Regions from separate parts of the Sus scrofa genome. Here region 1 is linked to region 2. Evidence: chromatin contacts called from public Hi-C data. All regions are on one chromosome and are shown on one strand. The core of a region is the stretch at or near the end of the contact, and the rest is flanking DNA. Distances in the headings are between cores, read along the strand shown. Region 1 overlaps LOC110260062 (a long non-coding RNA gene). Region 2 has its middle 110 kb from the start of ID2.

Evidence for each region. Hi-C and Micro-C count contacts between places; a contact is called where the count stands out from the background.
Region 1: a Hi-C map of heart right ventricle shows a contact between it and region 2, with 1.9 times the contacts expected there. The contact joins two enhancer-like sites. A contact is called at or near these places in 2 of 47 Hi-C or Micro-C datasets (blood and heart right ventricle) and 1 of 2 datasets of contacts at active chromatin or transcription factors (alveolar macrophages).

Annotation. Positions count from the first base shown.
Region 1 is chr3:127,685,249-127,689,743 of Sscrofa11.1, reverse strand. The region is part of intron 1 of LOC110260062 (a long non-coding RNA gene); the gene reads right to left. Among named protein-coding and RNA genes, the nearest start is that of ID2, 180 kb to the right of the region's middle. Within about 2 kb of position 2,688, at least 22 of the 83 cell types and tissues checked have an H3K27ac peak or open chromatin away from gene starts, as enhancers often do. A contact at or near this core is called in alveolar macrophages, where this site is marked.
Region 2 is chr3:127,610,778-127,615,820 of Sscrofa11.1, reverse strand. No RefSeq gene overlaps it. Among named protein-coding and RNA genes, the nearest start is that of ID2, 110 kb to the right of the region's middle. Within about 2 kb of position 3,515, at least 34 of the 83 cell types and tissues checked have an H3K27ac peak or open chromatin away from gene starts, as enhancers often do. A contact at or near this core is called in alveolar macrophages, where this site is marked.

The DNA of each region.
Region 1 (4,495 bases), core at 1,439-3,938, 75 kb before region 2:
GGAGGTCCCCGTCTATGAAGCCCTGGCCAGAGTTAGCAGTTTGGGTTACTTATGTTCAAATCCAGTTCACTCCAGAACTTTACTCAAGCCTCGCCATTCCAAATTGTCTAAAGACCTAGAAACTCACAAGAAGTTAACCCAGTTGTTTCAATCTGAATCCACTAAGTAGCTGAGAACCCAGGAAGGTACCTTAGCTAATGATTTCCATTTGGTCTAATAGGGAAATAGGTCAATTTTATTTCTCCCTCTCTCATACTCTCTCTCTCTTTAAACAAGGAAATTCCAAGTCACACACCAAGAGCTGGATTAAGAGAAATGGCTCAGCCAAATAACACAAGCATGAAATAACAGCTAAGCCCTCACTAATGTAGCGTTCAGTCTCCCAGACTCCATTCCCAATGCTTCACTTACATTAACTCCTTTAATCCTCACAACAACCCTACAAAGAAGTTGATACTATTACCTCCAGTTAACAAATGAAGAAACTAAAGGACAAAGACAGTTAAGTCACACAACCCATAATTGGCAAGGTCTGAATTCCAACCCAGACTGTCTAGCTCTTGAGTGTACTTTTTTTTTTTTTTTTTTTTGCCTACACCTAGGGCACATGGAAGTTCCTGGGCCAAGGATGAAAGCCAAGCCGTAGCTTCGACATACACCACAACTGCGGCAACGCCAGATCCTTAACCTGCTGGGCTGGGTCAGGGATCAAACCTGAGCCTATGCATCGACCCAAGCCACTGTGGAAACAACATGGGATCTTAACCCACTACACCAAAGTAAGAACTCCCTTTTCTTTTCTGAGTGTACACTCTTGAACACAGATATTCAAAAAGTGGAACCATAAAACTGGATGCCTAGCAGAAGGCAAAAGAGTTTCAAAGTAAAGGAAGAAGATTTGGGGGAGCGTAACAGTCATTACACAAAATTCAAACCACCTCTCCAAAGCCTCAACCCTTTCTAAGGCAGCAGCATCCAACGTCCCCACACATCAGTCAGTCACACCCAAGTGTATTCCATCTTTCCTCCATTCAATATGGCGCTCCGCAGTGCTCAGCTTCAAGGTGTCCAGGATGGTAATGAGTCTTCATAGCGAGCATCGAGCATCGGGGGCTAGAGCAGGGGAGAAAAGGCTGCTTCCTTCACGGAGAGCATGCAAGTCAACTGCTCTTACGTCACTTTTAAAGCCATTTGGGAGTGAGGCCCCAGACGCCCAGCATCACCTTACAGAAGTCCCTCTGGAAGCAGCCCCAGGCATCCTGCCAGCAGATGCCACCTGTCATCTGGCCAAAGCATAGGAAAAAGGAGCCACCGGCTGGGTCCTGGGCATGGCTGCATTTGCTTTGCCTCCACCACATTCCAAGGCTGGAAGCCATCCCCAGAGGGAGCAAAGCATGGACCCAACTCCTCAGTGAAGGCACATTCACACAGACCTGGGGAAAGACACCAGGCAGGGAGCAAGCCCAGCCCTGCCACCCCTCAGGGTTGGAAATACACAAAGACTGGTGACTAGGACAGACCTGGAGGGGATGACCCAATCAGAGCACATGTGTCCCTGGAAAGTCATGGAGCAGGGTTGACAACTTCCCCCAGATCTGCCCAGCATCAGCACCAGTTCATCATGCTCACTGAACACTGAAAAGCATGTCTTCACAAATGACGCATAAGAGACCTTTCAACAGGAAAAGTGTTTTTCCATCTTGACCCAGATACTAAATACAGCATGATTAACAGAGCCCGGTGGAAGGCCCTCTCCACCAAGGCCACAGCGGTGAGACACTTAGTCACCAAGATGGGGCTCAGAGCTGAAAGTCAGAGGGCAACTCACTAACAAGCATTCAGGCAACGGAAGCGGGGCCAGGAGGCCCCCAGGGACGGCTTCCCTGAGTTCTTTATAACTAGGCCAGGCTCTTCCTGCCCAGGACCATGGCATAGGGATGGAATCGTGACACATCAAATGTCACTCTAGACCTGAGACACCCGTCCCCGTATCACTGACTCTCTGGCCAAGGGTAAGCCAGGGCCACCCTTTCCACCTTTCCATCCATGGCACAGTACTAGGCAACAGAAGGGACTTTAAAAGCATGCCTTCCCAGAGCACCACGGACACTCAGCAAAAAAGACTATGGTTCAAAGCCTTCTGGGCAGGAAATGTCAAAGAATGAGGTATCTTGATGAAGGCAACCAAGAAAATGAAAGCAATCTGGTTTCTGAAACTCAACCGCCCTGCTCCCCCAAAGCCCTTCAAAGGCTCCCAGGGCAGGCGAGTCTGTAGCCTTCAGGCAAAGCCCCGTCTCCCCTCGCCCCACCTCGCCCCAGGCTTTCCGCAGGCACCGGCACAGCGCCCACCTGCCACCCGCCGGTCCGCATCCTCGCTCACAACAAAAGCAAGAGGAGGGGGCCTGCAGGGAAAGCTGGTTTTGTCGCTAAGGTAGCAGAGCTTTGAGATTCTATGATCTTCCAGAACCTGCCCTCTAGCGCGCCCGGGGTGGGGAGGGGGCGTCCGCTCCCCCCAGGACGTCTAAACGGCGCAGTTCGCAAACCCGCTGAACGCTGTCAACCGAGGCTGCAACCTTGATCGTGGGCTATTTCGTTGCCCGTGTCGAGATGGGCAGGGTGACCGCGCGGGAGAGCGCGGCGATGCGGACCCTTGAAAACTTGTATTACAGGAGATGCTTCACGGGCTTCAGTAGAATCTCTACCGACTATGGTAGAGGGCGCGCCCGTGCTGCGGCCGCTGAGCATCTGGGCAGCTGGGTACCTGGAGGGGTGGCAGGACGCCGGGCCAGGCCCAGCCGCAGCCTCGCCCACCACCACCACCACCACCGTGGAGACGCTGGCCTCCCAGGTCCCTCCAGAGGGGAATCAGTCCCCGCGGCGGGCGATGTTTCTGAGAACTCAGTCCCACAGGGCCCGTCTAGGGCGGTCTCCGGACCCGTAGGACGCTTAGCCCCGGTTGTCCCTGGAGTCACCTGCGGGCAGGCGGGGGCGCTCCGCCTCGCTCCTGCCAGGGGGCGGCGGGGGAGGGGCGCGCGCCGGGGCCCAGGGTTGGGGGCGCGGGGGCGCCGGAGGCCTGAGCGGCGGATGCCGGGTATGCGGGCGATCGGGGAGGGGCAGAGCGGCTGCGGCACCGGTCTGCCGGCTGCACCCACGCCCGGTGCCTGCAGCATCTGCGAGGCACCTGCGCGTCCTCCCCTCTCTCTACCCTCCCCATTCTCCCTAAAACGCGGCGGTCCCGCCCGCTGCGCCCGGCTCTGCCGAGCTGCTGTTCCCACCCGGGCTGATCGCCTGGAGCCTGTAGCTGAGCTGCTGTTGCAGCTGGACTCCCAGCCCGGAGGCAGGGAGTAGGCTGAGATGGGGGATCCTGAGCCCGCCTTACAGCCCCGTGCTCAGCCGAAAGTTCTGGAGCCTTCCTTTCCTACCTTTATGGAATATGTGTACATGTGCGTGTGTGCGTGCGCGCGCGTGTGTATGTACAGTCCTTGCAGCAAGTGGTGTTGGAAACGGTCTAGGGTCTCACTTATGTATTTAAGGGCATTAAATAAACAACTGAAAACAAGCACACTGGCATATCCAGATTCAGTGTCCTTCCCCCCCCAGAGCGTGTAAATCCATCTCATGAAATAAAGCGAAAAGCCAGGGCCTTGGTAGGGGAGGTGGAGAAGGGGCTGCAAACAGAATCTTCCCACAGGAACAAATCTCCCTCCTGATCTGGGGGTGTGGCTGAACAGGAAACCAGTGATAGCATTCTTGCAAGGTTAGATAAGAAAAACAGGTGCAGCCTACCTGGAATTTATCCTCCTGGCTTGTACCTGCTGGAAATATCTGTCCTTTTTTACCCACTGTTCTGCATTTAGGGTCTTGCTGGATTCCCTAGGCCTTTTCTGCTGGCTGGTTTTCCTTGTCGCCATCCTTGTTGATCAAAGCAGGCAGTTTTAATTCCATTTAAGACCTGTGCCTGAGTCTCATCCCCAGCCCCACTGCGCTGTCTACCCTCTGTTAACAAGTTAGAGAAAGTCAATTTTCCAGGTGTTAAATAACATGGAGTAATAATTTTATAATCAGCCTGAAAATTAAGTGCTGGGTTACACCACAGGAAAATACCTTGCATTTTCGGCCTGGTCTCTGTGTAATTTCCCAGGGATCCCAGCCTCAGGGCTGCAATATTTATTTGCTTATTGCTTTTTAGTGTCTTGCTTGAAAATCCTAATTTCCAATGGAGAGAGTGAAAGCATTTTCACGGTGACACGCAAGCACATTGTCGGAGTAGAGGACTCGAGGAGTTGTTTCCTTCTCAGGGATTCGTCACTCCAGGTGGGAGCTGGGTACCCAGTTGTGCCTGAGACTTTGTGCCTGAGACTCACCTGTCATCTCCCCCCCTGCCGGCTCCTCTGGGGTCCCCTGTTAGTTCTGTGTTTACACACATTTCCTATTGCAATGAGGATCGTTAGCTTGCTCACACCATTCCAACTTTACATGGTGGATGGAGAAAGGG
Region 2 (5,043 bases), core at 2,266-4,765:
GAGCTGGGGTTTGAGGGATGAAGAGGAGTTTGCTGAGCTGATCGGAGAGGAAGGGCTTGCAGAGAGGGAACAGCATTTGCAAGCAGCCCTGGGACTTGAAAAGGACCCAGCCTGACTATGGAACTTGGAGCTGCTGTGTGCGGCTGGCAGGTATACTTCAGACAGTCTCGGCAGGAGCTCTGGGTGTTTCTGCAAAGCAGTCATTGAGTGGGATGGGGGTAGGATCCAGTCGGGGTGGGGGAGGCATTTGGGAGGCAGTACAGAGGCCAGACTGGAGCTGTGAGAACCACAGGGATGCCTCGCCAGGAAGCCAGGAGCACTTCTAAGGGGATGGCTTCCTGTACGAAGCTGAGCAGAGGCAGCGCCAGACAGGTTCTCAGAAAACCGCAGGGAAGAGATGGGAGGGTCTGGGCCCAGGGCCCCGCAGGCAGGCTGGGTCCCTGACCACTGAAGTGGTTTCTCTGAATTTTTGTGGAACCAGAAAAGTCAGCCCCATTCTAGTGATGGGGCCACTGAGATAGAGGGAGGCTTCATGTGGCAGTAAGTCAGTGCTCGCGCCAGGCATAGCACCCACTCCCCCTGGACACCCACACACGCCACCGCCTTTGATGTGGGCGCGGCCGCTGCACCCGCTTTCCTGTGAAGGCACCTGGCCTGCCTGCGTCACCCCAAAACGTGGGCTTCAGGGCGCTTAGGGTGCCCCACCTGAAAGCCCGTCGCCCTCCTTCCGATGCTGCAGACCGAGAATTGCCCAGGAAGAAAAGCCCAAGGCCAGAAAGAGGCTGGAGGGGCAAAGGCTGGTCCCGCCTGACTCTGCAGAACCAGCTGCGGACCTGGAGCACCCCGGCCCATCCTTCGCCTGGCTTTCGTGCAATGACCTTCGAGCACTTTCTCTCCCACTTGAGGAGCTGTCTGAGCACAGACGTGGGAAAAGTGCCCAGGTTACGAGTGAGATGGGTGAAGCAGGGGGAGGGGGTTTGGATGGAGTCCCCAGGGACCCCTCCCGGCCACCCACCACCACCCTCGCTCTTTTGTCTTTAAGAACACACCCTGGTCACCCATCTCTCTGCAGCGCCCCGAGCCACTCTGGCCAGTGTGTGGAGAAGGCAGGCCACTGCGGTGGGGACCGTCAGAGCTGGTCCCGCCCGAGGGCAGGGGGGTTTGTCTCTCAGCCACCCCTACAGGCACGGGTTTTGAAAGCTACAGCATATTCTCATACTCGGAGCCTTGGGACGTTTTGAGAGGGAAAAACTGAGTTGTCATTCTACAATTTTGTTCCCAATCCAAAGAAAAAACATAGCTTTGGATTCTGCTTGTGGCAGCTTTTAGGATCCAAAGATAGGCCGATTGAGGAAGCAGGGTGCTTGTTAGGAGTTTTAACATATTTTTTTTTCCTTTCTTTCTTTTTTTTTCCCCCCTTTTAGGACTACACCTGTGGCATATAGAAGTTCCCAGAATAGGGGTGGAATTGGAGCTGCATCTGCCAGCCACAGCCACAGCCACACCAGATCTGAGCTGTGTCTGTGACCTACACTGCAGCTCACAGCTACACCGGATCCTTAACCCGCTAAGCGAGGCCAGGAATCGAACCCACATCCTTATGGATACTAGTCAGGTTCGTAACCCACGGAGCCACAAAGGAAACACCTAACATTTTTCTCAGACATGTTTTAAATTTGATTATAGCTGGAAATATTAATGGTACGGGCGTCTCAGTCTCAACAAAGAGCTTCTCCTGGCCTAAAGGTCCGAGGCATTTCCAGGAGGAAAGAGAGTATCCTGCTCGTGTCACTGACTGGCTAGAAACCCTCCATGGCTCCCCACTGCCCTCAGATGCAATACTTGCTAACATCTCTTATAGATATTAGCGAGGGCTGTGCGAGGCATGTGGCAGGTATTACCTCATTTAAGTCTCAAAATCATTCAGCCCATTGTACAGATGAGAAAGCTGAGGCTGAGATGTTTAGGGGCTTCTGTGAGCTGCACTACACAGTGTCGGAGCTGGGATAAACCCCACACCTACCAAGGCCACCATCCAGCTTTCCCCCTCCCTTTCCTGTAATTCCCATCCCCGTGAAATAGCCCAGGCCCCTCCCCCGGCACCCCTCCCCCACCTGACTAGGGGACGTCCCCAGATCAGGCGGCATTCTTGTCGTGGACTTCACCTTCTCAAGACCAGGGACAGGGATGTGGGCTCTGGATGCCAGGTGGACCCTTGCTGCACCCAGCGCACAGTCTAGTACCCACCAGGGAGGGCAGTAACTACGTGTGGCGTGAATCATTTCATACTGGAGTACCACTTTGATTCTTTGCCACCCAAGAAAAATTTAAAAGCCTCCCAATGAGGTCTGCATCTTCTCATGCTTGATGGCACGGCAGGGCCACCTGCAGAGCCGGGTAAAACCCAGCCTGAGTGCCAGCGGGTCTGGACCACGGGTTCTGCATTCCCCTCCGGCTCTGGAGTGCTGCTGCTGCCTGCCCTGGCCTCACCCTGCAGAGACCTCTGCTCCCTGCACTTGAACCCAGGCTTGGGAAGCCACACTCTAGCCAATTCATGACACTTAGCCAGAGGCTTATCTACATTCAGGACGCTTCAAAACTCTGATCCACCACATTTAAAAAAAAAAAAAAATGGGGAGTTCCTATTGTGGCGCAATGGATTAAGAACCTGACTAGCATCCATGAGGATGAAGGTTCGATCCCTGGTCTTGCTCATGGGGCTAAGGATCCGGCATTGCCGTGAGCTGGGGTGTAGGTCGCAGACGCAGCTCGGACCCTGGGTTTCTGTGGCTGTGGTGTAGGCCGGCAGCTTCAGCTCCGATTCCACCCTGAGCCTGGGAACTTCCATATGCCGCAGGTGCAGCCATAAAAAAGCAAAACATAAAAAATAAAAATGAATGGACGCGTTCTCGTTTTCTATTTGAAGGAGTCCCTTGCTGTGGTGGGGGATTTTCCTCCGCATTGTGTGAAATGCCAGGAAATAAAATTTTAGGTGTGACTACCCAATCCTCAACTGGGCCACCGCCAGCTCACCACCACCGTCCCTCAGCGAGAACTGGGGCTCCCCGCCAGAGGGGCGACGCTCAGCCCCGAGTTACATTCTGACTTCTCCAAACAAGACACCGTTTGCTTCGGCCCGGGTGCATTCAAAAAAAAAAAATCCCTTAGACCCCACACGGGCGCAGGAACACACACACAAGCAACTTTCGGGGCGCGATGAATGTGCGGGTGTTTTTTGTGTCTCCCCGCCAGGGCCTGCGGGGAAGGCCCAGGGGACAGAGACGGTGCTGTCCCTCCGTGTGCGGTGGGGAAGGGCCCTGTGCCCCAGCGTGGCATCCCTGCCCGCCGGCGCGGGTGAATCACGCAGCCCGGGTCCTTTCCCAGTTACCGGTGCTATCGGAGCAGAGTGAAAAACCAGTAGCAGCTGGCAGGAAATGGGTGCGAACACTGGCCACAGATAAACTGTAGGCCTCTGCAGAGCGGCAGCAGATAGACTCTGAGACAGGAAGCCGAGCTGTCAGGCCTCAGCCCCTCGCCTGCTCACAGGGCCACTCCCGGGGCCTCGGAGGGCTGCATGCACCCGATAGCGCTCGGGGACACAGCTGTGGGGTCAGAACCGAGGGAGGTGCCGCCAGACGGGCACAGCCCACAGCCCGAGAGGGAAGTGAGCAGCCAGGAGGCAGGAGGAAGCACAGAGAAGCCCCCTGGCTGAGCGTCCCGGCTTCTGCCACGGACAGCAAGAGAGGCAACGGTCTAGCCAGAGGGCCTGTGATGAAATAACAGCCGCCCAGGGCTACCCTGCCAGGCTCAAGTCAGCTGCTGCCCATGCCTAGTAACCAGAGTCCCTGCAGCCAAATGACCAGTGCCCAGTAGGAGAGGGGGCCCAGGCCAACAGAGCATGTGCGGCACAGCAGCCCTGCTTGACAGGGCGCAGACCTGATATCTCAGCCGGCTCAAAGGACAGGCCCTCTGAAGGTCATAATGACACAGACGACAGTAGCTGGGCAGAGTACCAGACCCCTCGCACACATCGCCCCAGTTTTTGGTTTTGGTCTTTCTTTTTGGCTGCCCCACGGCATATGGCATTTCTGGGCCAGGGATCAGATCCCAGATGTAGTTGCAACCTACGCTGCAGCTGCAGCAATGCTGGATCCTTAACCCACTGTGCTGGGCCGGGGATCCAACCTGTGTCCCAGCACTTCCCTGCGCTGCAGTGGGAATTCCTAGGGTACCACTTAGTGCTCATGCACATCCGGGAACGTAGGTTCGATGGCTCCCATCTTACAGATGAGCAAACGGAGACTCAGGGGAGTAGTGCTTAGAAGGTCTGACTCCAATCTCTGTGCTATACACAGAGTTACACAGCCTCTCTTCATGGGGAGCCCCTGGGGGCGGGGAGGGAGGGAGAGAGGGGAGGTGAGCAGAGCCCACCCCTGAGGGCCTGTGGTCAGTGTTTCGGAATATCCCCCCTGGCCTCGGGGGGATGCTGGCCCATGCATCCAGCGAGAGGGGACCCAACCTCTTGGCACCCCAAAGCACACCCGGGGTTCTCCCAGAAGCAGCCAGAGCAGGTGCCCTGCTGGCCACCCGCTTCTCCGTGACACCTTCATGACACGCTTCATCGTCCGCACTTGAACTCCCGAACCAGGTCTCAGCTTCTGAGCCAAAAGAGGCTCAGCTGGGAGGGTGGACTCAGCCTTCCCAGGCCTTCTCCAGGCTCTCTCTGCAGGCAGCACCACTGTGAGGGGCAGGGGTCCCTTTCCTGCCCCTGAGAAGCAGCGCCCCTGCCCCCCGGGGTGAGCAGCCCCCTCCGCTGGCACCAAACCGGGGCCATCTCTTAGCAGGACGGGAGTTCAGCTGGGCGACTGACTCACCCTTGTTCCTGGAACTGTCTGAAGGCGGGAGAGGATGCTGTGGGTAAGTTCTAACTGTATCATCTGGGCTGGGGCCGGTAGCAGATGGTCCTTAGGAAAAAAAAATACTTCCATGTGGGCTTAAAATAGCACAGCACTCACCATCAGCTGAATGGGGAAATGTACGAGC